6 separate regions of the Mus musculus genome follow, and regions 2, 3, 4, 5 and 6 are each linked to region 1. A link is a contact called in public HiChIP or PLAC-seq and Micro-C data. All regions are on one chromosome and are shown on one strand. Each heading gives the region's core, a stretch centred on a gene start, on an enhancer-like site or on the middle of the called end of the contact. The rest is flanking DNA. Distances are from core to core; before and after follow the strand shown.

What was found. A called contact is a pair of places that touch in the nucleus more often than the background predicts. HiChIP or PLAC-seq counts read pairs in DNA pulled down with a chosen protein or histone mark.
Region 2: an H3K27ac HiChIP or PLAC-seq map of trophoblast stem cells shows a contact between it and region 1, with 4 times the contacts expected there. The contact joins the enhancer-like site here to the promoter of Btbd1 in region 1. A contact is called at or near these places in 6 of 115 datasets of contacts at active chromatin or transcription factors (embryonic forebrain, embryonic limb bud, embryonic stem cells and 3 more).
Region 3: an H3K4me3 HiChIP or PLAC-seq map of embryonic forebrain shows a contact between it and region 1, with 4 times the contacts expected there. The contact joins the promoter of Cpeb1 here to the promoter of Btbd1 in region 1. A contact is called at or near these places in 1 of 39 promoter capture datasets (cranial neural crest) and 3 of 115 datasets of contacts at active chromatin or transcription factors (astrocytes, double positive thymocytes and embryonic forebrain).
Region 4: a contact with region 1 is called in a Micro-C map of embryonic stem cells, with 3 times the contacts expected there. The contact joins the promoter of Rps17 here to the promoter of Btbd1 in region 1. A contact is called at or near these places in 2 of 39 promoter capture datasets (neural stem cells and second pharyngeal arch cranial neural crest), 2 of 484 Hi-C or Micro-C datasets (embryonic stem cells and pre-megakaryocyte-erythroid progenitors), 3 of 115 datasets of contacts at active chromatin or transcription factors (astrocytes, effector CD8 T cells and memory CD8 T cells) and 1 of 9 other capture datasets (liver).
Region 5: an H3K27ac HiChIP or PLAC-seq map of stem cell-derived neural progenitor cells shows a contact between it and region 1, with 4 times the contacts expected there. The contact joins the promoter of BC048679 here to the promoter of Btbd1 in region 1. A contact is called at or near these places in 2 of 115 datasets of contacts at active chromatin or transcription factors (astrocytes and stem cell-derived neural progenitor cells).
Region 6: a contact with region 1 is called in an H3K27ac HiChIP or PLAC-seq map of embryonic stem cells, with 4 times the contacts expected there. The contact joins the enhancer-like site here to the promoter of Btbd1 in region 1. A contact is called at or near these places in 2 of 39 promoter capture datasets (hippocampal neurons and pre-B cells), 1 of 15 datasets of contacts at CTCF or cohesin (the NIH/3T3 cell line), 1 of 484 Hi-C or Micro-C datasets (embryonic stem cells) and 5 of 115 datasets of contacts at active chromatin or transcription factors (SST interneurons, embryonic forebrain, embryonic limb bud and 2 more).

The regions. Positions count from the first base shown.
Region 1 is chr7:81,827,507-81,832,007 of GRCm38.p6, reverse strand. Btbd1 (BTB (POZ) domain containing 1) reads left to right here and starts at 2,577. Exons shown (of 8, transcript NM_146193.2): 1 at 2,577-3,035. The coding sequence starts at 2,617.
Region 2 is chr7:82,239,038-82,243,509 of GRCm38.p6, reverse strand. All of the region lies in intron 1 of Sh3gl3 (SH3-domain GRB2-like 3), which reads right to left. It overlaps Gm32903 (a long non-coding RNA gene), which reads left to right. Exons shown (of 7, transcript XR_003946814.1): 5 at 1,652-1,730; 6 at 3,087-3,226. Among named protein-coding and RNA genes, the nearest start is that of Gm32903, 15 kb to the left of the region's middle. Within about 2 kb of position 2,564, at least 25 of the 459 cell types and tissues checked have an H3K27ac peak or open chromatin away from gene starts, as enhancers often do. A contact at or near this core is called in trophoblast stem cells, where this site is marked.
Region 3 is chr7:81,452,167-81,456,869 of GRCm38.p6, reverse strand. Cpeb1 (cytoplasmic polyadenylation element binding protein 1) reads left to right here and starts at 2,112. Exons shown (of 12, transcript NM_007755.5): 1 at 2,112-2,236. The coding sequence starts at 2,222.
Region 4 is chr7:81,343,377-81,348,251 of GRCm38.p6, reverse strand. It overlaps Rps17 (ribosomal protein S17), which reads left to right and starts at 3,018. Exons shown (of 5, transcript NM_009092.3): 1 at 3,018-3,050; 2 at 3,244-3,395; 3 at 3,836-3,941; 4 at 4,452-4,517. The coding sequence starts at 3,048. It overlaps Cpeb1 (cytoplasmic polyadenylation element binding protein 1), which reads left to right. Exons shown (of 12, transcript NM_007755.5): 12 at 1-1,226.
Region 5 is chr7:81,495,489-81,499,906 of GRCm38.p6, reverse strand. It overlaps BC048679 (cDNA sequence BC048679), which reads left to right and starts at 1,577. Exons shown (of 6, transcript NM_001193274.1): 1 at 1,577-1,675; 2 at 3,040-3,057; 3 at 3,747-3,764; 4 at 4,127-4,328. The coding sequence starts at 3,040.
Region 6 is chr7:82,258,195-82,262,840 of GRCm38.p6, reverse strand. Sh3gl3 (SH3-domain GRB2-like 3) reads right to left here. Exons shown (of 9, transcript NM_017400.7): 2 at 2,641-2,709. Among named protein-coding and RNA genes, the nearest start is that of Gm32903, 4.6 kb to the right of the region's middle. Within about 2 kb of position 2,395, at least 4 of the 459 cell types and tissues checked have an H3K27ac peak or open chromatin away from gene starts, as enhancers often do. A contact at or near this core is called in embryonic stem cells, where this site is marked.

The sequences.
Region 1 (4,501 bases), core at 1,328-3,827:
TGGCTATAAACTGTATCTGAGTGGTCACATCTCTGATGTGCTATCCATAACATTATTGCTAAACCCATAAGTCTATGTATTTCTGTAACAAGAACTCATTGTTTTAAAGATTTTCATTTACAATTACAGTTAAAACATAGTAATGGAGATATAAACAGTGACTCAGAAAAACTACCAAGGGGGATTTAGGGCAGAGAGAAGAGCAAATGGTGGAAAAGCAGTAGATTTTATGTGACCATCATAGGGGTGGGGAATCTGAGCTGATAGAGGTTGTTTGGGTTGATCTCAAACTAGGTGCCCTTGCCTGAGGTAGTTGACCTTTGGGGGAAGATTAAGAAAGGTTTCTGGAGGATTTTTAATTTTTTTTTTTTTTTTTTAGGAGAAGGTTTCTCTGTATTGCACTGGCTGTCTTGGAACTGGCTCTGTAGATAAGGCTGGCCTAGAACTTAGAGATCAACCTGCCTCTGCCTCCCTGCTAGAATTAAAGCCTAAGTGTGTATGTGAGCTTGAGACACTACCACCCAGCAGATTCCTGGAAGATTAAGGGAGATTCTTGGTGAATAGCAACCACTTTAAGAGATCTGCTTTTCTAGTAAATAGAAACCTTTAGGCTTGTTTACAGATAAACAATCCTCTGTTTACCCAAAATCCTTGTTTAGGACAATGTCACTAGCATTGCCATTTTGGAGGAAGTGGAGCTTTGGACCTGACAGAAGCTAGTTTTGGAATTTTTGCTGTTGTTGGTTGGTTGGTTGGTTTTGAGACAAGGTCTCACTCTGTAGCCCAGGCTGAGTAGGAACTTGCTTTGTAGACCAGGTTGGTCCGGAACTCACAGAAAGCTGCCTGCCTCCGCCTCCCTAATTCTGGGATTAAAGGCATGGGCCACTGTGCCCTGCTCTTTTTGTAGTTTATTTTTTTTTAATTACTCATTTTTGTGTATCTGTAGATCTATACATATCCTGGAGTACCACAGTGCTTGTGGAGTGCAGAGGACAGCCAATCGGTCTCTCTCAGGATGAAATTCAGTTCTTTAGTCTTAGCAGAAAGTACCTTTACCTGCTGAGCCATCTCTCTGGCCCTGTAGGGTATTTTTATTTACTTAGTATTTTTGGAACAGGGTCTCCCTGGCTGGTCTGGAATTCACAGAGCTAAGTGAACCCCTGTGACACAGGTTCAAAGGTATGCATCATCACACCCAGCCATGTTTTAAAATTACATTCCATTTTTATGGGATGTCACACTAGACATCAAGAGGTCAAAGGATAACTTGCAGGAGTTAGTTCTCTCCCTCTACCTTGTAGGTGCTTGGGATTAAACTCGGGTCATCAGGCTTGGTGGCAACTGCAACTCTATTTCTAAAGTCCCATAACAGAGAATTGAATTGTATATATTTCAAAATTAATAGTAGAGCTTTTTCGGAGTTTTTTAATATTCCTAAAAATAGAGATTAAAATATGGGGGTAGGGGAAAGGTTCTGGTATCTTGCTTTTGTTTTCAAAGAATCAGCTTAAATTTCTTGTCCAATTCCACTATAAACTCGGAGCGTAGGACTCTTAGATTGCTTGACATCTGTAAGCCGGAAGGTTCCCCCCCTCCCCCCCCAGTTATTCTCGTGTCGTAAAGAATCATTTTCTGGGTCTTTTCCTTCTGCCTATAACAAGTGCCTTATCTTAGGATCTATTTATTGCTGCAGGGTTCAAGAAAGGCTCCCACATAATGACAACCACACAGGAACACTGCCCCCAAAGATATGTAGCTGGCAGCACCCTTCCCATTTGTTTTTGAGGGGAAAGGAGTTAAGACGTGTGTGTGTGTGTGTGTGTGTGTGTGTGTGTGTGTGTGTGTGCGTGCGTGTGTGTGTGGGTCTTCATTTGCTACCCAGGCTGGGTTCCCAGTTGCAGCCATGTTCCTGCCTCAACCTTCCATTTTACTGGGATTACAGGCATGAGCCAATCTCAACTCAAATCCTAGGGCTCATAAGGTGGTGTGGTTCCAGTGCTTTTCTGCACTGGAACCAAAAGCAAGGCCTAGGAGAGTTGAGCAAGAAGGCCCTCAATCTTAGACATGGAAATGGCAGAGGAACTCTCTCACAGGGCGGAGTGGAGCCTCGACAGTCAGAAGGGGTAAGAAAGAGACTGCGGACGGGGAGAGGGATCAGTGGACTTCCTAGCCTCTCAGCTCCGCCTGGGGTTTCCAAGGGTGATGCAGCCATCCGGGCTGTGACAGGGCCACCATCCCGCCTTTAGAATAGCAGGGTGTCTGTCTCTCCTCTACAGACTCCCTTGCCGTGCCCTCGAGGTCCTTCCACGTCCAGCTCATCCACCAAGCGGGCTGAGGCGGCGTCCTCGCAGGGTGACGCGGGTGGGAGCGAGGCGAGCCTGAAGGGAGGAGCGGGAGGCGGCCTGAGGAATCAGCGCGGCGCGCCCGCACGCCCCTCAACCCTCTCGCGGCCGCGCGCCTCCCGCCTCAGCAACGCGGCCCCGCGGGAGGGCGGGCGCGCGCGGCCGGAAGCGCCTTTCCCGGAAGGCAGGGGGGCGGTGCCGGCCTCGGGGCGGCTCGACCATGGCGGCGGCGCGCCGGGTGCTCGCAGCTTGAGCGGAGCCGCGCAGCAGGAGGATGGCCTCGCTCGGGTCAGCCGCGGCCGGGGAGCCGGCGACCGGAGCTGAGGCGGAGCCCGGCCCTCCGGCCCCGCCGCCGCCTCCGCCGCCGCCACCGGCTCCCTCGCCGTCCGCTCTCGGGCCGCTGCTGCCCCTGCAGCGCGAGCCGCTGTACAACTGGCAGGCCACCAAGGCGTCGCTCAAGGAGCGCTTCGCCTTCCTCTTCAACTCGGAGCTGCTGAGCGATGTGCGTTTCGTGCTGGGCAAGGGCCGAGGCGCGGCGGCCGCCGGGGGCCCGCAGCGCATCCCCGCCCACCGCTTCGTGCTGGCGGCCGGCAGCGCGGTCTTCGACGCCATGTTCAACGGCGGCATGGCCACGACGTCGGCCGAGATCGAGCTGCCGGACGTGGAGCCCGCCGCCTTCCTGGCGCTGCTGAGGTGAGCGGCGGGCGCGCGGAGCCGGCGGCCTGGAGGGTGGCGGCACCCAGCCCGGCCTGCGTCGACTCCCGAGTGACCTTGGGCTGGGCGAGTCGGCCTCCCTCGGGTCCTCCCCGGCAGGCAGGCGATGCTTGGGAAGGTCGGTCAGTGTCGCCATTCCCGGCGGTGGCGGGCGCTTTGCCGTTGAAGGGTGCTGTCACATTCCAGTAGCGGAATTGTCTGTCGCCCGGGCTTCATAATCGAGTGGGCAGACTAGAAGACGAGATAGGCTGTCCCGATTACCCACTTGCAGGATTCGTTTTTGTTTAAGGACCCGGGTGGATGAAGGGTCTTAGAGGACTGGGGTTGTCAGGGTCTCCACGGTTTGCTGTCAGGACTCTGGAAGATAATAGCCATAGCAGGTATCAGGCTGGCCTGCTTCAAGTTTCTGCAGTCAAGGTGACGGTTTTTGTATTCTAAAACACGCTAGTAGTGTTCGAGTTTGCTCTCCGATGATCTGAGGATAGGAGATTGATTGATAGCTGATTAGTTTGCTACTTAGTGGAAGGTAGTGGCATTGTGGCGTTGTTAATCACAGCAGTCCTAACTGTTAGGGAGGCATATCTTGTTGTTTTACCCCAGTTTTACAAATGGGACCGAGGCCCAGAAAAGTGACTTGTCCAAGGTAATCGAGCCAGCTCCCGGAGGACCGAAGATGGTGTTGGCTGCTTGAGTATAGTGTTGTTTTTAAGACAGCAGATTTTGAGTAATTCTGACGTAAACAGGCAAGTCAGTGGAGCACAAGAGTCCACAGAGGCTCATAGCTTCCTCAAGAAGATGCTTATGGAGGGAAATATAAAGTTCACACAAGAAATATATGTTAAGTTCCCATCAATAAATGGATAAAGGACAAGATGTAATAGAAAAGAAAAAAATACAACCAAGGAATGTGTGACCTCATTAGTAAATGAGGAAATGCAAATTAAAACAGTAAAGTGCTTTCTCCTTTTCATGAGCCCCACCTTTTGGGGGCGGAGATATGGGTTTGGCTTTTATTTTCTTGGACCTGGGCTCATTATTTAGACTTGGCCGATTTGGGGCTCGATATGTATTCCAAGCTGGCTTCGAACTCAGCGAACTTATTACCCCCCCTGAGTGCTGACCCACCAAAAAATTTAAAAGATGACTGAAGGAACACTTTCCGAGAAAGATTATCGTAAAAAAAAGCCTTTGAAAAATAGTTGGATGCCTTAGACTTTTTCTACACTTAGAAAACATTAAATTATTGAAAAAGGTGTCTACAGCATTCTTCACGAGAATGTAGAAAGAAGTTGAGCCAAGGAAATAAATAAATCAGTAACAATCATAGGTCCACTTGATGGAATATAATGCAGTCACTGTGAAGTTTATGAAAATCAGATAATATTATGGGCAGGGTTCAAGTTAGCATTTTGAATTTCATGCACCATGGTAACAACTGAAAAAGA
Region 2 (4,472 bases), core at 1,315-3,814, 410 kb before region 1:
ATGTTGCTACTTCATAACTGTAATCTTGCTATTGTTATAAATCATGATGTAAATATCTGTCTTTTCCAATGACCTTAGGTGACCCCTGTGAAAGGGTCATTTGACACTCCCCCAAAGAGGTCACAACCCAGATTGAGAACCGCTGCTTAGGACTTTCCAGAAAAAAACAGCTGACTAAGGCACGGAGGCTTGTGGGATAGAAGACCTTGCCAGGAAACTTGGTAAGGTAGAGGGGGTCTGAGTCCCTGGAAACTCAGGTACACACCTGAGATGGTAGGCGGCTCCCAGCTCCCTGCCAGACTCCTGGCCTGGAAAGGTGTGTGCCACACTCCCCCTGTCTGTCATATAGCCCCAAACAGAGTTCTCCATGCTAATGAGGTACCTAGAGGCCCTGAGAGTTTAGCCAATAAGCTTCCCTTTCCAGACATCCTCCTTCCTGCAAAAGGTATTTAATCTCTGGTTCACCCTGAGAAGTGGGTACGCATCCATTTTCCTGATGAACAACCAGTAAACAGTTTGGAACTAAGGACTGTCTCTTTCATCTACCACCGCCAAGGGGTAGCATGGAGAAGACCTTTGCCTACAGAGATGCTGCCTAACACTCCCATAGAAGGCCTCTCTGCCCTTCCAGACTAGACCCGGCCCCCATACTGAGCCCTCAGGCCCCCAACAGTCCCGGCCGTGGACCCCTGACACTTTGCTCCCGATGGCTCTGTGTGGTTTTCTAGTGGTAACTAGATGCTTGGGTGTCAGGGAATATCAGGTTCAGGTTCCCACATCTCAGACTGTGTTCTCGTTTTCTCTCTCTCTCTCTCTCTCTCTCTCTCTCTCTCTCTCTCACACACACACACACACACACACACACACACACACACACACACACACACACACACACACACGGGAGCCGTGTCTCTGCACTTCCCTCTGCACTTCCCTGAAGCCCAGAACCTCAGGACAGTTTGGGATTTTTAGGTGAACTAAAAATATAAGTGACAAAGCTTAAGTCACTGTTCCTTAGGAAGATACTGAAGGAACCAGCCCAGCGGACCACCAAGAGATGAGAAGCGGAAAGAAGTCTGGCTTCAGCCCCTCTGCTGAGGCTGCTCTGAACCATGCATCCAGTCCCTGACTGTCTTGCCTGACACCAAGTGAGGTTGTCCTCAGGCCTGGTGTGGGCTTATTTCCGGAAGGGATTCTAAGTTCACTGGAAGTCAGATGACATTGAGGGAGTCAATTCTCGCCTTCCAGTGAATTCTAGGGATGGAACCTGAGTTGTCACAACTGTGCGGTGAGGGTGCTTCCCTGCTGAGCCAGCTCCATGGCCCCAAGAACCTTCATTTTATATAAAAATGCACATTAGCCAGTCTTTGACATAGGTAGCTCCTTTAACATAGACAGTGTTTTATAGATTTGAGATAATACTGAAAACTAGGAAATGTGAAATATTAACACTGGCTTAGCTATATGCTAGGCAAAGCCCCTCTATTCCCTCCCTGATGTAATCAGTCTCAGACAATTCTCTCTTCTGTCTTTTTCTCGTTTGGTTTTGGGGGTCTTGATTGTTTTGCTTTGTTTTCTAAGACAGAATCTTGCTATGAGACCTGGCTGATCTCTAACTCATGACTCTCCTGCCTCTGCTTCCTACCTGCAGGTGACAAAAAAACGAGCCACCACACCTTGGTCATGTCATCTTACATCTACAGAGCGATGCATTCTTTTACACTATGACAGTAAGTCATACATATTGATCTGTAAGCTTTCCAGGAAAAGGCTTTTATATGTCAGCACTGTTTAACAATAACAAGAGCAAAACAAAAACAGGGAAGACTAAGACAATTAATATCGTCTGTGTACCAGGCTAGGAACATCACTGGACTTTTTGACTGTGGTCCGTCCTCCTTATTCTGGGCACTGAGAGTTCTACTGTTTCCTGACATCTAATGTTGCTAAGAATTAAGTATGAGGGAGAAAATTGTGGTTAGCTATCTTCCAGAGTCTTTTGGTTTTAGCACTTGGAGCTAAGGTTTAATTTATTTTTCTTAAAAAAACATTAATTTCTTCTTTATGAAGTCCAATAGTTTTATTTCCTCATTCATTTTTCTTGGCCTGCTCAAAGGCCCTGTGAGCTTCAGATCAGGTCAGTAGATTGGTAGCATTTTAAAAAATCTATAGAACTGGAGTTTAAAAATCTCTATCTACAGACAGCAATGATCGGGAAGCTTAAACCAGCTGGAGTAAGAGAGGGAGGGAGGGAGGATGTCTTTGTGTGCCCCCCAAGACCCAGGGAAATGCAAGATAAGCCCTAGGACAGAAGTAGATCTCAAGGTGCTACAGAGGCCATCCACCCCAAAGATGCTTAAAAATTTAAAAAGACGATGCACCACCCCTAAAACCTTGAAAGGCTCCCAAACACTAGCCAGAGGGGGCTCCGTGAGAAACAGCCACATCTGTGAGGGAGTCAGCCCCCACACCTGCCAGAACCCTGGAGATCAAAGCCATCTGCCACAGCACCAAACAAGCAGAAACTTCCCTATACTCTCTCTCTCTCTCTCTCTCTCCCTCTCTCTCTCTCCCTCTCTCCAACTCCTCCCCTACACACCCACAGGGCAGGAAGCTATCTGGTAGGAGAGCCTCAGGAGGACCCAAGGTAACAGCCTGCCTGAGGTCAGCCCCTGCTGAGCAAGGGGGACGGACTTCAAGTGGATGATCACACTGTAATGGTCACATGAAAATGATAATCACATAATCCTGGTTAGTTTCCTATTTCTGTAATAAACCCCATGCCCGAAAGCAGCCTGGAGAGGAAAGGGTTCATTTCATTTTACAGCTTACAGTAAAGTCTACCATGAAGGGAAGTGGTGGTAGGAACTGAAGCGTGGGCGTGGAGGAACACTGCCTACCGGCTTTCTCTCCATGGCTTGCTCAGCTTCCCTTCCTATAGATCCCAGAACCACCCAGCCAGGAGTGGCACCCCACACAGTGGACTGGGCCTTCCACATCTATTACTAATCCAAAAAATGCCCTACAGACTTGCCCACAGGCCAATCCGATGAAGGCATTTTCTCAACTGATGTTCCCTCTTCCAGGTGGCTCTGGTTACTGTAAAGTTGACCTAAACAGCAACCAGCATTGATGCGGGACTGTTGCCTAGAGCACAGGATCTGTGCAGGGTGTTGCAATAATCCTCAGAGTGGGAAACACAAGACAGAACGTGGATCATTTCAAGGTAGTATTTTCCAGATTATCACCCCGTGCATACTCTCTCTCCTCTAACCTATTAACTCTAGAAGGCTCGTTTCTAGAACACCCTTTTGTCAGCTTGCATACATTCCATGTGTCTTACACTCCATGTGTCTGTGCATTATCCAAGAGCAGGCATACAGGGATCCCTCTCAGATCAATCTGACATTGACCTAAGCCTTTCACATTCTGAAAGACCACCTCCCATTATGTCGCCACATTCTACTGGCTTCGAGCTCCTCCAATCCATACCTATAACAACAGCCTCCCAAGGAGACCAGACCCGGGCATTCTCTCCCTTCCCACTCCTTTCTCAGCCCAACTAAAGCCACCTCTGTCTTCTGCCCACTGGATGAAGACTCGAGTCTCCCTGTGGCAGATTTTGTTCCGGCTCAGGCAACACACCACTTCGCTGGAATAGTTTGTATTTCTCCAGCCCCCATCCCAGCTACAAGCAGTCCCTTTTCTCGTAGCTAATCAGACCAAGACGGAAGGAAGTCAGTTGCGGTGGGAGTTTCTGGGAGGCTTTTCATTTCTTAGCATCGAGTGTCCCTCTTTGTTCCTTTTCCCCACACTGACCATGAGATGTATTGAGGTTGCGTCAGCCGGCAAAGATGGAGGCCCTGACATTAAACACAGAGGGCAGACACTGTGGCCTCCCACTCGAGCCCAGGTCAGTCGGCTCTGTAGTTGCACTATCCCTAGCCACACCCAATCCTGACACACTTCACAGCCGGGCTGCACAGGATCTGCCCCATCAGTCGCCTCTGCTGCAGCCCAGGGATGACTGTGGCTCCTAGTTAGCAGACCCTTTCCAAGGCATCCTGACCATTCCTCTGGTAAAACTGTCCTTGGCCTCTTCCCCTGAGTGACTTCTGCACTTGCTCTCTGTTCACCCAGGGTGACATCCTTGGCCTCCTGGCTCTCCCTTGCCCTAACTAATCTTCCTGCCGCTGTCATCCTGTGGTCACAGAAAAGTTAAACTGCACACACATGCTACTGACTTGAAAATCCAGGAGTCTCTTGAACGTCAATATTTTTCACCTAGTCATCTGCTGGAAATATTCTCGAATATTCTGAACATCTTTTAAAACCAACATTTATAAGTCGCCTTCCCCTCCTGGTCTGCCACTTACCGAGTTGTTAGTTACTGACATCAACTGCAGCTCAGAAAACTGCAGTCCTGTGAGGTTTCTATGGTTGTGATTAAACAATGGGATCGAAAGCTATTT
Region 3 (4,703 bases), core at 863-3,362, 370 kb after region 1:
CCCTCCTGCCTCAGTCTCCCAAACAGCTGAAGCCAAGCATGTTCCTTCTTTGAACAGCAGCCTCTTTACCTATGAGTTAACAAGCAAAGCATTTAGAAGTGTGAGAAGTACACGCTTGAATGCCCAGAAAATACTCCACTCCTCCTGCCTTTGGCTAGGTTTAGGGACGGTGATTTAGCAGCAGAAATCTGTGTTCAAAGTTACTTTCTTATAGGCTGGGAGCTTGAAACTTTATATTTTTTCAGGTATCCATTCCCATAGGCCCTCAGGTGCCATTTCAAGTCTTAGATTCTTATCTTGTTTAACTTTGGGTCAGGGAGGACTGGATGTGAAGGATCACAAATTGGCAGCTACTAAGGTACATGGCGACCTTAAGATGAGATATTTTAGAGGTTTCTGATGCCTATCGGCTAACCTATTCCTTCCATTTAATTAATTAGTTAATTAATTAATTTATTTCCTTGAGGTAGACTTCCTTCAGACTGTAGTTCCTAACTGCCTTCGGATGCAAGGCACCCCTCCTTCTGCCTCATCTGTGATAGTATTGCAGTTATGGGCCTAAGCCACCATGGATGTCTTAGTCATAGATGCCATCGGTCTTTCCAGATATGCCTTGGGTCTTCAGAGCATCTCATACACCCTCACTTACAGTTCCCATGTTGTAGGCATCTAAGTGTGGCACCTCTCAGAATAGGAAGAGAAGAGAAGCAAGAAATACTAGGTTTGATTTATCAGGCCTATGCTGCCAAGATGGGGGTTGGGCTGCTCCTAAGGGGATGGGTTCTCCATACTGTAACCACCCTTTCTGCTTAGGACTTCAGTAACCCTTGGGAACGACCACAGAATGGAGACTAGCCAGCTGTCATTCAGCTCCCTCTGCACTTTAACTCCAGCATCTGTCCTCTTCCCCACCTTCTCCAAACACACTAGGCTAGGACCGTAGGCTTCCTTTCTTAATACCCTGGGCAGAAGCTTATACGTTCCTGCCTCACAAACCTGCCAGCAAGTTGGTAACAGCTTCTTCACCTGTCAGGAGGAACCTTGAGTATAATACGCGCTGAATAAAAAGTATAACATATAAAACACTTAGAAATGTTCAATAAGCTCTGTTCTCTTTCTTAACCAACCTAGTGGCTTATTTCCCACCTCCAACTCTCCAGCAACACCTTAAAAGAGACCTGGCAACTTCCAAGCTTGTTCACCTTTCCTCTAGTTTCCAGCTAGCTGCAGAATAAAAGCCCTTCAGAAACTGGGCTCGGGCTTCCCTCCTGTGGCACCAACACGCATTAGCTGGTCTTAGTCAGATTGAGCCTCTCAGTGCATTCCTCCCTCTCCGCCTTCCCTGGTCTGCAGCCCGGAATGCCATCTCCGCCTCTGCGCTCGCTTGGGCTTCCGGTCTGGTCCAGCCCTAGCTGGCCCATGACGCCTCTCGGAACAACAGCTTCGCTCACCCTGATCTCTTGCCCCGAATTTTGTCAGTAAAGCGTCCTGTCATTCTGGAGGGAGCGTCGGGAGCGGTTTCCCTGGGGAACTGCAATCCGAAGAGGATCACTGCTGTTTTCGGAACTTTCCCGAATCCCCTGACGCCTGCGCTCCGGGTTCCAGCTCGCTCCAGATGCAGTGGCAGTCGGTCTGAAGTGAGGGCGTGTCTGCTGCAGGTGGGGATGGGTGGAGGGGCTGGGTTCGGTGCCACCGGGGCTTCCACCCGAGAGGTCACTAGCAAAGGAGAGGCGTGGTTATACGTTTTTTTGGGGGGGGGGCGCACGTCACCGGCGCAGCGGGGCATCCCAGGGTCTTGTAAATCTGTAGGGAAACTGAGGCCCGCGGGAGAGTGAAATGGTCAGGGTCACCGGGCGAGGGACTTGCTCAGGCCTGAGCCCCCTCGGGCTCCGGGGAGGCAGTGGTGGTCTGTCTTGGCTCGAGCCTCAGAACTAACCCCCACCCCCCGTTCGGACCCCCAGGCCCAGGGTGGGCGGCGGAGCGCGGGTCTGGACGGCAGGAAGGAGCGCAGGGGGCGGGGGCGGGGACGAGGCCGGGCGGGGCCGACACAGGTGCTCCTCGTCAGGCCAGCGCCGCGGAGCTTTATAAGCCGCCGGGGTGCGGAGTCGTGCGCTGCTCGCTGCAAAAATAGTGCCCACGTGTGTGCGCGTCCCGCGCCGCACAGACCCGCCGGCCCGCGCGCCCGCCCGCCCGCCAGTCCCTTAGGGCCACGCCGGACCCCATGGCTTTCTCTCTGGTAAGAGCCGCCGGGGCGGGGCGGGGCCGGGCCGGGCGGGGCTGCTGTCCCCGCCGGCCGCCTCGGCTAACGGTCCGCGCGCAGTCTCGCCACTTCACAGGGCCCCCTCACCGCCGCCCGGGTTAGCGTCCCGGGCGGGGCGCCGGTCACATGCCCGCGGTCGTGGGCCTCGTGGAGCGGTGTGGGGCGCGCGGGGAGGGGCAGGGAGCTTCCTCGTGACTCAGGCCTTTGGGCTTAAAGGCGCCGCGGCCCTTCGGGGGCGACCGCCGGGGCCTCGGAGCTGCACTTGCACAACTCTCGGTGGCCTCGAACATACGTCCAGACAGGAGCCGGCCGCGCGGACGGGCGCCCGGACGCCAACACTTCCTTTTTCCGCAGCCGTCGCACGGGAGAGCTCGAGCGGCCGGCCGGCTGGCCGGCGGTGCCCGCGGCTCCCGTCTCTCTCTTTCCTTCTCTCTCTCTCCCCGAGAGTCGCCTTGGCGTCCCGCAGGAGGCAGGGGCTGGCGGCTCGCTGCGGGCGGCGCAGCAGCGAGCCGCGGAGACCCCCTCAGGCTGGGGCGGCGCAGGGGGAGACGCGCCACGACGGCGCTGACATGGCTCCTTTAAAGCCGAGGTCTCGGGCCCCTCGTGCGGGCCGCGCTCTTTCCAAGCCCGGGGAAGTCACGTGGCTTCACACGTTCGATTGCTCCCGGAGCCCTAGCCCCGAGGGTGGACCGGGCCAGGTGAGGTCGCACGTGCGTGTGACCGGGCTTCGAGGGCTGTCCCCGGGAGCCTCGCGGGGCTGGGGGGCGCGGGCCCGGAGGGGAGGAGGAGTTGAGCAGCCCGCGAGGGGGCGCAGGCGGGAAGCCAGCTAGTCCTCGGCGGCGTCCGCTTGCCTCACTCGGGCGGCCTGGCGGGACGCACTCATGTGGCCTCGAGGGTGTCGCTCAGCGTTTCTCAGCCAGCAAGGCCAGGTGTCCAAATTCGGGGGTGTCGGGTTGCAGATGGGCTCGCGTGGCCTCCAGCCCTGACCTCTGGTTTGGGGGAGCGGAGGCTGGACGCTGGGCGGGTAGGGCTGACAAGGCTGCTTCACTGGGGGCCTAGACGCAACGGGGTGTGTGTGGGGGGAGGCCCATGCCTAGGCAGGGGGACCCATGTCAGCAAAGAGCGTCCTCGGTGGGCAGCGCAGGCCACCCGTGTGGGTTGCTGTGCGGTTCCAGCCTCTCACGGTCACGAGCCTCATTTCCAGGGGGCTCTGCAAGGCCACGGTTCCTGCAAAGTGGCCCGCAACACCAGAAAGCACGGAGCACCTGGGCTCCAGGGTCCTATGCAGCCTCGTTCTGTGCAGCCTCGCAGGCGTTAGTTAGCACCGTGCTCTGTAGTGGCACTTTGTGCCTTGCAGGCTGACTCTGCCCTGCCCTCAGATAGAATTAAGCCTGTGGAAATGTCGGAAGCACCGGAGACCTGGAATAGCCTGGGGCTGCCAGCCTCAGGCCGCCCCATCCCCCACCGCGGCCTCCAGGCCCGACTCTGATGAACGCATTTCTCTGGCAACTGCTTCCTTTGGTCTCCCTGGCTACCGGGCTGCCTCCCCACTCTCTTCTGGCACCTGGGTAAACTGCTGGGCTGCGTCATTTGCTGGGGCCAGTGGGTCGAGTTTAGTGTTCTGGAAAGGCACGCGTGTACCAGCTTTCTCCAGGCCACCTCTTAGGTGATTCGGGCCACGTGTACCAGTGGAGACTTTGATGAGGCGAGTTTCCACTTTCGCATGCTCTTTTTGAGTGTAAGGACACAAGATCTTCTTTTCTTCTTTTCTTTTCTTTTCTTTTTTTTTTTAAACAACAGAAAAATACAACAGGCAAAACAAGACAAGAAGTTCAAGATTGTTTTCCCTGTATGTAGAAAGGAATGGACCGCCGACTTTGAACGTACACTGGGGCTGTAGCCTGTTAGGAGCCCCTAAGGACAGTAGTGTTCAAGAGTCACCACTTACCGTTTACCCTTTCTTGTAAGATCTTGCCTGGAACTCACGGGGCATTTTCTGTAGCGTTTACCATGTCCCACCCTCTTACTTCTCACAGTTATCTAAATTTGAGTCATTTGGCACTGCCTGCTCTGTTTAATGAAAGTTGACAAGTGTAGAGGTAAGTCAGCTTTGTAGTATAAAAACACTTGCTCCCCTCCCAATGATTGTTTTACAGACAGCTTCCCTGGCAGAGGCCCCCCAGTGTGGAAGGGAGGCTGTGTCAGCCTGCAGAGCAGACAGGAGTTAGAGAGCTGACACACGCATTTAATGAACCTGGGGACATTTGCAGTTAGGAATGGTTCTGGGGTCCTTTCAGTATAGGCAATTGCAGTGCTGTGGCACATTAAGTGTTCATAAAGCAGAAAGTGGAGGAGGAAGATAAAGTTGTATGATTCTAAGAACAGCACCAAACTTGTTAACAAGAAGCTATTGATAATGGCTGTTTTGAGAAGTATTTGTATC
Region 4 (4,875 bases), core at 1,769-4,268, 480 kb after region 1:
GGAGCTAGCTTTGCGCAGACAAGGGAGAATCGTAGTCACCTTTGTACTTGCTAACTCTGTCTTTGTTTCTGCACTAATTAATGCACAATGAGTTTTGTCAGGTCTTGTTTTCAGTGGGGTGTGCCAGAGCAAGGACCCTCGGCTCACCCTCAAGCAATTGTAGTTTTCCCAGATTCTAGTTCCTCATTTTGCAAATGAAAATAACAACAACAACCACTGTGTCCAGAAGGTCTGACACAGATGCCTACACTTGGGTTTATTTATTAAAGCGCTTTTTACATTCCTTGCAATACTGATGGTGGTGATGCGCAGGTCTCATTGGTTCGTTCATTCTGCAGTTGCCATACAGTGCCTTTCCATTGATTTAACCCCCACCTGAACGGCATCAATTGAGTGTTCAGCTGGTGTTTTTTACTGTAACAAACAAAGGAGACTTTGCTCTTCATTTAAACCAAATCATATTTCATAGTTTACGCTCGAGGGTTTTTACTGGTTCCTTTTTACACTCCTTAAAACAGTTTTTAAGTCGTTTGGAACAATATATTTTTTTTTCTTTCTTGGCAGCTTTTAACATTATAGCAAATTTGTGTCTGGGGGACTGCTGGTCACAGTTGCAAATCAAAGCATTTGTAACCAAGAGAAAAATTATTTTATTTAAAACTGGACCGGAGGAAAAGTCTGAGCAGCTGCTGTATATAGTTTTAAATGGTTTGTGGCACCTTATGTTGCACTTATGTTGGGGGAGGGTTGATAGAAGTTTTTAATCACAGTCACAGGACTTTTTCTTTTGTAACTGAGCTTAAAAATTAAAAAAAAAAAAAAAAGGGCTGCTTTTTGGTGGGGGCAGGTGAAGGCTCACAGGAGCCCTTTCTCTTAGAGGGGCAAATACCCTTCCTTACAACTTTTATTTGACGAATGTATGAATCAACAGTTACAGTTGACAAAGACGCTACTGGAATTGAAAACTTGACTTTTCTTTTTAATTTAACGATTACTTGCCTCTCTTAGGGAAGCTGTGTGCCAAAGAGCCAGTGTCATAACCCCTCCCTCCTGCTGAGCTGATGTTGCATTGTTGCATATCCCAGCTACTCTGTGGGTTTTGTGAAGCTGTGTGTGAAGTCTCTACCTCATTGTTGTATATGCAGGCAAGACTGCACTCTCCTACAGATGTGTGGAGTAAGCTGTGGTGTAATTTTTTTGGCACATAATAAACACGTTGCAGCAGAGTTGTAGTTTTGTCTCTGTATCTGGGTGTGTGTGTGGTGGGGTGTGGTAGCAAGCAGGGAAGATTCCAGAGACCAGTCCTCTTTTCATGGATTTTCACTAATGGGATACCAGCCCAGAGGGATGGGAGGTACATGCGGAGACCTGCTCCTATATGGGACTTGTTACATCCTGGTCAGCCACTCTGGAGTGTCTAGTACCTGGGTGATTACAATCAGAATAGGAGGCCTGCCTGTACATTTTACTTCTTGGCCCCTCAAGGCCTCCTCCACATGGAGCCCTAGGAATGCTAGAGGCACAACTCCCAAGATGTCAGGAGCCATTTGCTGGCTGCTTTCCTGTGAGCCCTGACGTGTTCCTCCTTCCTCTTGGACACACTTGTGCTGATGTAATTCCTTTCTGAGTGGTTACTATTTTGCTTTTTTGATTCAGGGTCTTTCTTTGTGGCCTTGTCCTGGAACTCCTTATGTAAGCCAGCCTGGCCTCAAGCTCAGGAATTCTGCCTACCATTCATCCCACGTGCTGGGATTAAGGTATGCACCAGGACACGCTGCAGTGCTTTGTTTCTTCACAGCCCTTACACTAGCTTTTCTAACAGGCTCCATGGCTTCATGACAGGTCTGATGATTTTTCAAGTGGAGACGGCAGCATGCTGAACTGGTCCTTTGGGAAACTCTAGTCTGAGGGAGAGGGACTCCTAGGTACTTAAATCCTTGTAAGGTGCAAAAACTCACTACTCCTCAGAATCCAAGAGTTCTCTTCCTGCAAGACTGTAAGGTCTAGTCTTGCATCTGGAGCCTGGCCTCCACTTCATTGGGAATTCACTGGTAATGTACGATGCAACCCCCAGGGATTACAGACCCTTTGGTCTCTTCAGTATTCTTCCGGGTCCATGGTCAAGGACATCTTTTTTCCTCCCGCCATGAGCTACTTTTAGAGTAAGGACTTTCAGCTCTTCACCTAACCAGAGTGACGTAGATGAGTTGAAGGATGAAGCACAGCCTTGGCCCCTTGATACATGCCCTGTGGCCAGCACGGTCTCCTTAGGTTTGAGCGCAGGACCCTGTCCCAGGAAAGAGCTGGAGGAAAGGCCCTCTCTGGACAGATGAAGCCACTGGGTCGTAGCGTAAGAGCCTGCTTTGGGCTTGGTTATGGCAGAACAACCGGAAGAAGCTGAAGGTTGGAGATAGTGTCCCTACTAATCGGGAACAGTCTAGTTAACTGAGATCCTAATTTGTTGGTAAAAGTGTTTGAGACCTCTCTGTGAGCCAGCCACTGATTTAAGCACTCGAGGTTAGCCCTTCCTGTTTAGCTCAAACCTAGCTGAGAAAAGTAATTGTGCTCAGACATTTAAGAGCAGCTCGAATGGAATACTGTGCTGGGATGAGAAGAAAAGCCACTCTAGGTGATGTTTGCTGTGACACCAGGAAATGAGAGGAACCTCACCAATTAGGCTAGACCCTACTAATCTCTGACTAGAGGCGCGGGTAGGGTGGAAATCGGGGATGACCCTGTTTACTACTATGCCTTTCATAGCTCGGGCCTCCTTTAGGCTCCATCTCAGGACCTCAAAGTAACTCCTAGATTAAAACACACCGGACGCCCAAGAGAAGCACGGAACTATTTGGAGTGGAAACCAAGACGGCCGAGCTGCCGGCGTGCGCACGCGCAGACTTTCGCCCCGCCCACAGCCAGGCAGCCTCACTCCACTCCGCTAGGGGCCGCTGTGGGACTCTCGCGAGCCAGGCGGAAGCGGCTTTCTGGCCGCGCTTTATAGGCCTCTCTTGTGTTTCCTGTTTCCTCTTTTACCGAGACCCGCCAACATGGTAGGTGTTTGGCTCCCAGGGCTCTGTCCTTTTCAATCCTCGCCCATCCTCCGCTCGTCGCGGCCTCAAGTCCGCAGCGAGGGGCCGGCGCCGTCACCGGCGGCCTGGCGCGCTTCCGCATGAAGTCGTGCGCGCCGCGGCCCCTCCGCGGGAGGCGCGGGCTCCCCGGTGACTTTGCCCTCTCCACCCTCAGGGCCGCGTTCGCACCAAGACCGTGAAGAAGGCTGCCCGGGTCATCATCGAGAAGTACTACACGCGTCTGGGTAATGACTTCCACACCAACAAGCGCGTGTGCGAGGAGATCGCCATTATCCCCAGCAAGAAGCTTCGGAACAAGATAGCCGGGTGAGTGGGGGCCGCGGCCGCCGGAGAGCCTGCCCGGGCCGGTGCCTCCGCTCCCCCCAGACGGCCCGCCGAAGGGCTGGAGGTGTGCCTTGGCCACAGTGGGGTTTTGCCGACGTGGTCTTAGTTCGGGCTCCTTACGGTAGCTGAAGGCAGAGCTCCGGCCTCAAAACCTTACTGCTGTGGTCTCTGCTTCCCGCATTTTACCACTATGGCCGTGTTGTGCAAAAAAATAGCAGTGTTGTGTCCGTACGACGGATAAGACCAGTCGGGGTACATGACATTCGGAGGAGGGCTGGTGACGGCGAGTGAGGATGTAAGGAGTGGACATCTGAACAGTGCTGTGTGTGTGTCTGTGTGTCTTTCCGATGGTGAGACCGACCTTGATGTAGAGACAAAGTCGGTTCTGGTGGGAGGTGGTCACTGTTTCGCATTGCTTGTAGCTATGTCACGCATCTGATGAAGCGGATTCAGAGAGGGCCTGTGAGAGGCATCTCTATCAAGTTGCAGGAAGAAGAGAGAGAGAGGAGAGATAACTACGTTCCTGAGGTAAGATTTGTGGGTCTTCCTCTGCACCTCTTCCTGGGGGCTCACCTGAGGTGGGAACGCAGCTGGATGTCAGTGAAGTCTTAATCTATTTCCTCAAAATGATGAGAGATCCACCCACCTCGGCCTTCTGAGTGCTGGGATTAAAGGCGTGGGCCAACACACCCAGCCGAGGGTGCCTGTAATCAGCCGACCTTGAGCTTCTCTGCGAGGTCTAAATTCATTTTCACATGGGAGCCCAGTGAGAGTGCCTCCCGACGTGGTTAGCTTGACATCCAAGTGTGAACCCTGCTTTCTGAATGCACACTAGATGGTTCTGACACAAGAATAAAGTGGGCTGTGGTGGTGCACAGCTTTAGTTTCAGCATTTGGGAGGCAGATGTCTGAGCTCGAAGCCAGCCTGGTCCACATGGTGCTTTCCAGGACAGCTAAGGTTATGTGTTGCGTTGGGAGCAGAGGAGGTGAAAGATAACCCACGCATTCATAATTTGAACTTGATTCTTTCCCTCTCAGGTCTCAGCCCTAGATCAGGAGATCATTGAGGTGGATCCCGACACCAAGGAGATGCTGAAGCTCCTGGTGAGTGTTGCCTGAATCCTTGAATACATCTGGTTTCTAAATGGCTGGAGCTGCTTGTTCTGTGATGATTCGGGGGTGTGTTTTCCTTGTTTGGGGCTGGCTCCTAAATTGTGGCCTGCCCCGCCCCCTTCAGCTCTGGCTGTTACCTGCTTTCCTCCCTGGTTATTTCTACAGTAGTCGGGCTAGTCACAGTTGAGCCATCTTACGGGTGGCTTATCTCAGCGGACTGAGACTTGGCTCTTTTGCATAAGTATGAGAAGGTGGGATAGGCGCCTGAGACCAGCATGCTGTTAGTGATTGTGAGCAGATACTCTCCCCATGTGCCCGCATGGCTCAGTGAAACAGCAGCTGACGCTTG
Region 5 (4,418 bases), core at 328-2,827, 330 kb after region 1:
ATCTCTCTTAATTCTTAAAATCCACCGCGGTTTAAAGCAAAAATGTATAAAATTGACCTGTGGGTGTACAGTACAATGACAAACATTACATAAAAGATGGACAGGGATGGTGGTACCAGATGGAGGTACCAGACTTACAGTACTGATGGTGTCTACACTCAATGTGTAGTTGCAAGGTCTCTAACTAAGTAGCTTGTGTAAACTGGTTATTATTAGGACCAGGTTCTAACCAATTATGCTAACTAGCCAGCCTGGAAACTAGTTATATTGCAATCTCTAAAGAGACTGTTAATAGCTAAGACAAGGAACTGGAGCTAAAGACCAGCAAATAATTAAAATGGGATCTACTTGAGTCAGGGTCTCATATGACACAGGCTGTATAAACCAGGCCCATCTGGAATGTACTATGTAGCCTGAGCTGATCTCAAACTTTCAAATCATCCCACTTCAGCCTCCTGGGTGTTGGGATTTCAGATGTGTGTTAGCATGCCCATCTTAAAATGAATTAGTAAAAAAAAAAAATATTCAAATATACCAAAAGGAGACAAGAAAGGTGGAACAAAAGAACATACACACATATCCAGAAGGGAAAGGCAGGTAGGTCATGGCAGACCAAAGTCTAACCATTTCGAATGTGGCATTAAATGTCTATACAGTGAAGAGGAAGACCCAGTTATAGTCTATTATAATGTATTTTAACTACAGTGGTTTAAAGCCAGGAACATGGTGTGCATCCATGGTTTTAGACACTCAACAGGCTGAGTGAGGAGATCATTGGAGCCTAGAGTTGAGACGAGCCTGAGCAACAAGTGAGACCCCCCCCCCCATCTCAAATCAAAAATAAAGACACAGCAGATAAGTCAAAGGGGGAAGAGGAAAGTAAATAGGATAAAAGACACAGATGCAATTAGCAAGCATGACATTAGATAAGTCTTCAGCTCAAACCTTAGCAGAGGTACAGGGGGACATTCCTAGTGATAAATGTCAGCTCACCCAAAGATGTCGCAACCATAGAATGCTTCTACATGCACTAAGAGTTTCAAATTCCATAGAGCAAAAATCTAACAAAATGAAAGGAAGACAGTCCTGAAGCTAGATAACAAGCCGTACCATCCCTTTTAACCGACAGAAAACTGTATAAAAAGGAACAAAGTTTATATGAGGTGGCATGAACAGTATCACCAACCATCTTAACCTAGCATACACCTGCAGAACACTACACCCAAACTGCAAAAATGTGAAACCTATTCACACTCACAGACCATTAAAGCAAACTTCAGTAAGCCCATGGGGATTGAAAGCTAGCTCCTAGTCTCTGACCAAGGGAGGGTGCAGACAAAGTGCTGAGTTCCCGAGGCCAGGGAAGGGCGAGGAAATGGTGTTGAGACAAACAGGTAGTCTTCATATCAGATATCAAATGTTGAAAGGTGGGAGGAGGGGAAAGAGGCACCCTTCACTTACCTGGACGCCAGCCCTCAGGCTCAGGCTTCTCGCCTGCCCCAGGGTCATATCTAAAAAAAACCACCATTGCCTCGGTCAGATTGGCTTGGGCACTGATACTCAGAATCTGGCCCCAGGACTTCCTGGTTAGCCCCTTTATCTGCTAGCTCCACGGCCAACTTGCCCTCTTTCCTCTGGCCACAGAAGACAAAGGGAGTGAGGTGGTCACTGCAAGGTAAGCTGCTTGCATTAAGGGCTAAAATTAGGGTGGGGTCGCCATGACTAGAGCCTCCAGAAGAAGGACAGTCAGAAAAGTTAGACCGCCTCTCTGACCTTGCTTTAGGCATAGGTGCCTGGCTGGGAGCAGCCCCCCCAAAGGGGTCCAGTCACAGGAACACCTCTGCCACTGCTGTGCTTCTGATAGCCAGGGTGAGAGAAGGAAAGGCTCAGACCTCCAAGCAAGTGTTTCCGACAGGCTGGGCAGTGCTGTCAGGCCCTGGGCAGTGGGACTGGGATGCTGGTCTCTTAGCACTGATGGTTCCAGGGCGTTGCTCTTTCTCCCTTTACTACTTGACTAAATGATTGCTAAATGTTTCTCTCGTAAGGAAGAAAGCAGGGTCTATACTTCCTGGTGCTGGGGGCTGGAGGCAGGGGTTCCCTATGCCTTTCGAGAAAGTCTCCAGCATTGGAAGTCCTATCTGCTGATTTAGTCAGATTGCCTCAGTTTGAATACTGGTTTACAACTTTTTCGATGTAACCTTTCCAACCTCCCCAAGCCCCACCCGAGCCCCACTTCCCCCTTCTTCTAAATGAGAAAGACAATAGAATCTACAGGACACTGTTATTAGAGCTCACTGGAGTCTTCATACAGCTTTTGGCAATACACATTATTATCATTACGGGTAGAATGTCAGCCATGGACCGGATTCCTGTTTGAAGGAGCAAGGCATAGGCACAGCGTCCAGAGTGCTTCCCTGCCTGCACCCCCAACCCCAGGGGGAAATACGAGGGGGTGTCTGGACTTTCCAGTTGAATGATTGATTCCCTCTGATCTTGGAGGCAGAGGTCACAGGGAGGCCACCAGCCTTTGGTGGCCATTGTTCTTCTCCTCTGAGCTGAGAAAGATGTACTCTCCCCAGCCTTCCACTTGGCGCCCAAATGCGCATGCACAGGCAAATGTGCAAGTTTAGGAGCCAGCCAGACCTTAGATAAACAAACCCTGCCCTCTGGCCTTGGTTAATCACAAAGAGCTCTTAGAGCTTCACAGGGATGCCCAGTTCTCCAACCTTATTGTTCCCAGTTCACAGATGAGGAAGATGAAGGAAGGAGTGAGGGTGGAAAGGAGGAAGGCAGGCAGAGAGGGAGGGAGGGAGACAGAGTCTCTGTAGAGAGAAACAGAGAGACAGAAAGAGAGAGAGAGACAGAGAGACAGAGAGGGGGGACTTTTTGATGTCCCATATGGAGAGGTGACATAGGTCTCTCAATCTGTGACCAGCCACCTAGTGCAGACTTAAGACACAGCATGCAGCTATTGAGCCATCAGAGTGGGAGGGCAGAGGTGAAGCAGCAGGTGGTAATGACTGGTTTCTCTCTCCCTAGATGAGCTTCAAGTGCCAGGTAAATGGAGCAGAAGTCCTTGGCTCATCTTGTCTCTTCCTCGGGCAGGGTGGCAGCCACCTCTGCAGGGGTTAGGACAATTCACCCTCTTCCATAGCTGTGACTTTTGCTTGACTCGGTGGGTAAGACGGGATGAGAGGGAAGCTGGAAGTAAAGAAGCGCTCTCCCTATTCGGCGGATGTTAGGTAGATGACTCCTGACCAAAGGGCACAAGAACACAAAGATACCCAGAGCCCTGGGGTCATGGTCATGGTCATGGTCACTTGTTTCCATATCTTACCTTCACTCCCCTCCACTCCCCCCCCCCTGTTTCTGTCTCTCTGTCTCCGTCTCTCCCTCTCTCTCTCTCTGTCGATCTGCCCCCACCACCTCTGAAATCAAACCTTAGATATAACCCAGGCAGTGAAATCACCCTCTGTTCCCAGAAAAGACGAGGAACTAAACTGGATTTTTCAGTTCATTATAGAAAAAAAAATGCAATGGTATTTATTATATGAGACCCTGATGGTCATGTGGACACAGATTAGCAAGAGTTGATGTTCTTCAATTTCCTCCTGAAAATAAGAATATTCAACTGATCTGGAGAATTGTAGCAAGGAGCAAATGAATGCATGTTTGCTACTGAGGTTATTGGAATTGGGAGAGATTGGCCTTGGCCCAACCTCACTGCACTTTTCCTGTTTCTTCAGTCCCTCATCTCAACCCAGGTACCAGCTGACACCCAGAAGGCGGTGTTGCTTGCAGAAAAGGCAACATGGACGGTTGATGAGGAAGGAGACCGGCGCAGGGGGAGGGAGATTGAAAGGAATGGGAATAAGCGGGTAACTACGGGTGGAGAGGAGGTCCCAATTGCTGGACACCATGACGTCCCTAGCGGGTGGCTCAAGGCAGCGCATATCCGTGATATCCAGGCCTCTGGAGTCCCTCAAGGACAGGGAGGCAGGTGTGAGTCAGCAAAGACCTTTTGCCTAGGGCCCAGCCCCAAGCCAGGTCTACCCTCTGCGATGAGTGGGATGACCCAGCTGTGTGTGTGCACACACCTTGCAGTCTGCGACCTTTCTTCTCTTAGACCCTGGTAGGAGCATCCAGCACCATTCAGTTCTTCTTCTCTGAGGCACTCATGGGTCAGAACTTCCAGGAGGTGGAGTTAGAAAACTACGAGCCTCAGCCTGGAGACCTGTTCCTGTTCAAGTTGCAGACCCCTAAGGCACAGTGGTGCGGGGCCCACGTGGGTGTTTACTGCGGCCAAGGAGAGATCATACACTTTGAGGGTGAGCAAAAGAAATTTGGCCACTCGTGAGCAAGCTGTGCTGGGACGAAAATTAGGACGAAGGTGTAGGTCTCTGAAGATGGGGGAGAGA
Region 6 (4,646 bases), core at 1,146-3,645, 430 kb before region 1:
ATATGATTAAGATGCATGCATAAAATTTTAAAGATTACATTAACATGACAATTTTTTAAAGGAAACATTTTTCCTTGCAATGCATTTTTGGTACTGTGCTATCCTCTGATGTTAGCATCGCTCCTTTGTTTCTGCTTAGTAAGCATGTTTGTGGGTTATTATTCCCATTGCCCGGTCATTCTCATGTCATCTTTTAGATGACTCTAATTTCTTCCATAAAGTCCTTAAAGTACTTAGTTTTGTAACATATAATCACCTAACAGCAAGCTCCTCTATCCTATACTACAGTATAGATATTATTTTTGTACTTCTGTCACTACCAATGATTTTTGGAGGGAAAAATCTAAACAGGAATAAACAAAAGGAACCTCAGTCCATCAGCTAAAACTTCACCTGCCCCATCAGGAGTGAAGACATTCCTAAGAAACCCCTCCTGTCTGTCCCCCTCCTGTCCGTCCCCCTCCTGTCCACCACCCCATTGGTTATCTGATACTGGACTTTCCCAGGATGCTATGCTATGTGAGAGGATCCGAGGAAGCCCTGGTGCCCAGCAAAGGAGAAAGCGGTTTCATACCATCTGTACTGGCTTGTTTTGTGTGTCAACTTGACACAAGCTGGAGTTATCACAGAAAAAGGAGCCTCCCTTTAGGAAATGCCTCCATGAGATCCATCTGTGGGGCATTTTCTCAATTAATGATCAAGGATGGAAGGGCCCATTGTGGGTGGGACCATCTCTGAGCTGGTAGTCCTGGGTTCTATATGAAAGCAAGCTAAGCAAGACAGCGGAAGCAAGCCAGTAAGTAACATCCCTCCATGCCTCTGCATCAGCTCCTGCTTCCTGACCTGCTTGAGTTCCAGTCCTGACTTCCTTTGGTGTAGAAGTGTAAGCCGAATAAACCCTTTCCTCCCCAACTGCTTCTTGGTCATGATGTTTGTGCAGGAATAGAAACCCTGACTAAGACCCCATCTGACAACTTAAGATCCACCTTTCAGAAGAGATGAAGCAGAGACAGAGGCAAAGTTGGGGCCAGGACCTGAAGCAGCACGGCCTAGATTAATTACCCATGCCTCAGCCACACCCTGACCAGCGCTGCCTCGTTATACACGCCTCAGCCTACTATTGAAATCAGAGCCTCCTTTCACATGGAATGTTCGTGTGTTTCTCTTGGTGCAGACGGGGCTACACTGAATAAGCTGCTCTGCCCAGGTTTGCCCTGCCACCTGCCTCTTTAACGGGCTTGTTGAGAACAAGCAGGTCAGGATACAGGAGCTGATGCAGATGCCATGGATGGGTGTTACTTACTGTCTGAACCCAGCTTGTCAGAGCTGCCAGCGCCCAGACCTTGACTCTAAACCCAATAACATAACTCCAGATGTTTGTTTTTAAGTATAGCATATGAATTGAATAATCTAGTTGGTAAAGAAGCCATATACATCCTATCATTATATATATTAATAAATTTAAAAATCAACTTTAGATATGTCAATGATATTAACATGTTGAAAGGGTTTTCAATGCACAGAATTTCTTTTTTCAAAATCAAACACAAAATAAGCTTCTCTTCTTAGGGTCTTAACACTTCTAGGAAACCGGGCGTGGTGGCGCATGCCTTTAATCCCAGCACTCGGGAGGCAGAGGCAGGCGGATTTCTGAGTTCAAGGCCAGCCTGGTCTACAAAGTGAGTTCCAGGACAGCCAGGGCTACACAGAGAAACCCTGTCTCGAAAAAACAAAACAAAACAAAACAAAAAAAAAACAAAACAAAAAACAAAAAAAAACACCTCTCGGGCACTTCCTGGAGGAAGGCTGGCCAGGTCCTACCTACATTAAAGAGAATGCCCTCCCAACCCACACCCAGAGCGGGCTTTCCCCCAACCTGCACTGCCGGCCACACCCAGGCCCCCAGCTCCGGTCTGAGGAATCTAATCGTTAGGACAAGCTCTGCTCAAAGGGCCCAAGACAAAGGGGAGGAAGCAGAGCAGTGTGGACCCAGCTCCGACTGCACCAGAGCCACTCTCCAGGTAGATGACCAGGGGACAGGACAGGGGACAGAGTCTGCAGTCCATCATTGGAGTGCCAAGCCAGGAACACTCTTCTAAATTATTTCATCTGCATATATGATTCTAGATGCCCCCATGTGAGGCCAGCCGGGCACACATACTTATCTCTGTATCACAGCTGATATGTCGGTTCTAATGGCAGAAAAGTATTTGCTGTGCAGCTGCTGAAACAGATGGGAACAACAGCCTAGATTACCAAATGATAAATCAGTTGTTATAAATCGGAAAAGCCTTGTCACACAAGCCTTGAGACACAGTTGACTCTCTAAGACATATGAGCACCATTTGGCCCTGGAGTTGTTGCCAAGGCCCACATGTTATGCATTCTGACAGCTGGCCACTAGGGGAACCAGTTAGTCACATTCCGTTTCCTTCCTCAACTTGCCCAGACTAGATGTGGTTCAACCTGATCCTGGCTTGGGCTGGGAAGCACTGGGGTCCTGCCTTCCCGACTCTGCACCCCATGCTTGCATTTGAACATTCTGGATTCCCACTCCAGGTCATATTCCCAATAGTAGGCGGTTCTCTCTCGGGCACAGACAGCCCATTTCTAACCCGTCACATGTTCAAAAAGCTTTACCTTTTCCATGTTCAGAAATTCTTCATCTAGCTTCGTTCCTTCGGCACCACTTATTTTTTCACTAAACAGCTGCAAAAACAAACACAAATGCTTTCACTGAACAAAGATTCTCTATATTCCTTTCATTGAAATTAGTGACAAAAATCTTGGCTCTGGCGTTGTTGGATTTTTGGTTTTCTGTACACTGGGGTTTTGCCTGCATATCTATCCCTGGAACATTAGTTACAGACAGTGAGCTGCCATGTGGGTGCTGGGACTCGAACCCAGGCCCTCTGGAAGAGCAGCCAGTAATTTTAAAGGTTCCTGAGTTCGAGCCCTGGAGCCCACGTAGAGGTAGAAGGAGAGAACCAACTCCACAAGGTTGTTCCCAGACTTCTATATGTGCACTGTGGCATGCGTGCGGGTGCATGCACACACACACGCACACCACAACAGCTACTAATGAGAAAAGAAAAGATCATGGAACAATGTACACTTCCCATTTGTCTAAGCTTTATCATGCACCCATCCTCATCAGATGGCACAAAGCAGTTCTAATACACGCAGTGACAAGACAGCTAGGGACACAAGAGTGACAAGAGTTAGCAGCACCCCAACAGCCTGAATGTAAGAGACAGGCGGTAAAAACGGACAAATACTAGGACCAAATGCAAACTATTATCAATTCATCAACTTGACAGACTCTCAGGGCTGCTTAGAAAGTATCTCGTCTGCAGAGCAGGAGGCAGATCATTCAAGACCTGACTCCTAGAATGCGTGGCATTTGAGTTTGTTTTTTAAGGACAGTGACATTTCAGTGTGCAGCACAGCGGGAAAGGTCTTCTGGGATGTGGTGGTGTTTTCAAAAAGGAAAACTGAGAGGAATGGGAAGGGTGGTTTGATACTGAGCACAGTTCCTATCCTTTGTGGCTATCTGTACAATAAGAGAGGCTTAGCAGCATCCCTGCTGTCTACCGCTAAATGATAATAGAAGTCATGTGCTCACTGTGCACACTCATGTGCACACACACAAACACATGCACACATCTGCCACACCACTCTGACCACCAAAAAATGTCCCTAGATAATGAGAGATCAGTGTGCTCACAAAACAGTAAGGAGTTTCACTCCCAAGTGAAGACTGCTCAAGGGGAGGACGGAAGAAGACATTGAAAGGGAGGCAGAGGCCACAGATCGCAGCCTGGCAAGCCAGAGGGCATGGCAGACAGGTCTCTAAAGACCAACACAACCACTTAGAGAAGCCTTTCAGAAAAGTGACTCCGGCCCCAATGGATCTGGCTTCGTGAACAAGGAGAACGGACTGCCATAACAAAGCGTGTTGTCTTTAAAAAGTACTTCACTGTGATTTACTTATGGCTTTAGAGTGTTGACACATGTATAAAGTCGCAGTAAGTAAGTTAAGGGGACTGCAGATCCCTTACATACAGGCACGGTTTCGTCTGACTGCCTGCCCTACTCTCTCTCTCTCTCTCACACACACACACACACACACACACACACACACACACACACACACTATTGCTATGAGATAAGGAGGTGTGGGTGTGGTAAACAGACACAGAGTTTAGCTTAAATTAATTATGTGACACAGGATTTCCTGGAAAGAATGGCTTACAAACATGGCTAGCAGAGCCTGGTATGGTGGCACATGTGTTTAACCTCAGCACTCAGGACGCAGAATTACACAGAGAAACCCTGTCTCCGAAAATTTAAAACAAACAAACAAAAAAAAAGAACTAGCGTTCTATTGCCCCACTAACAGCGTGGCCCCATGACTTGTTTTGACCACACAGAACCAAGCCTAGCTAGAAAGAGACCTGTGTGCTTCCACCCACTCCCCTGAAACCCTCTGCCTGTGAACAAGCCCTACTAGGCAGAAAGGTAAAGGGGCGCCAGCCTCCACACACTCATGCCCCAGAACCACAGGCACCAACTGACCCAGCTGAGAGAACGAGCAGGACAGTCTCATCTGCGGGCCACCACCACCCCCCACCCCACCATCCCTC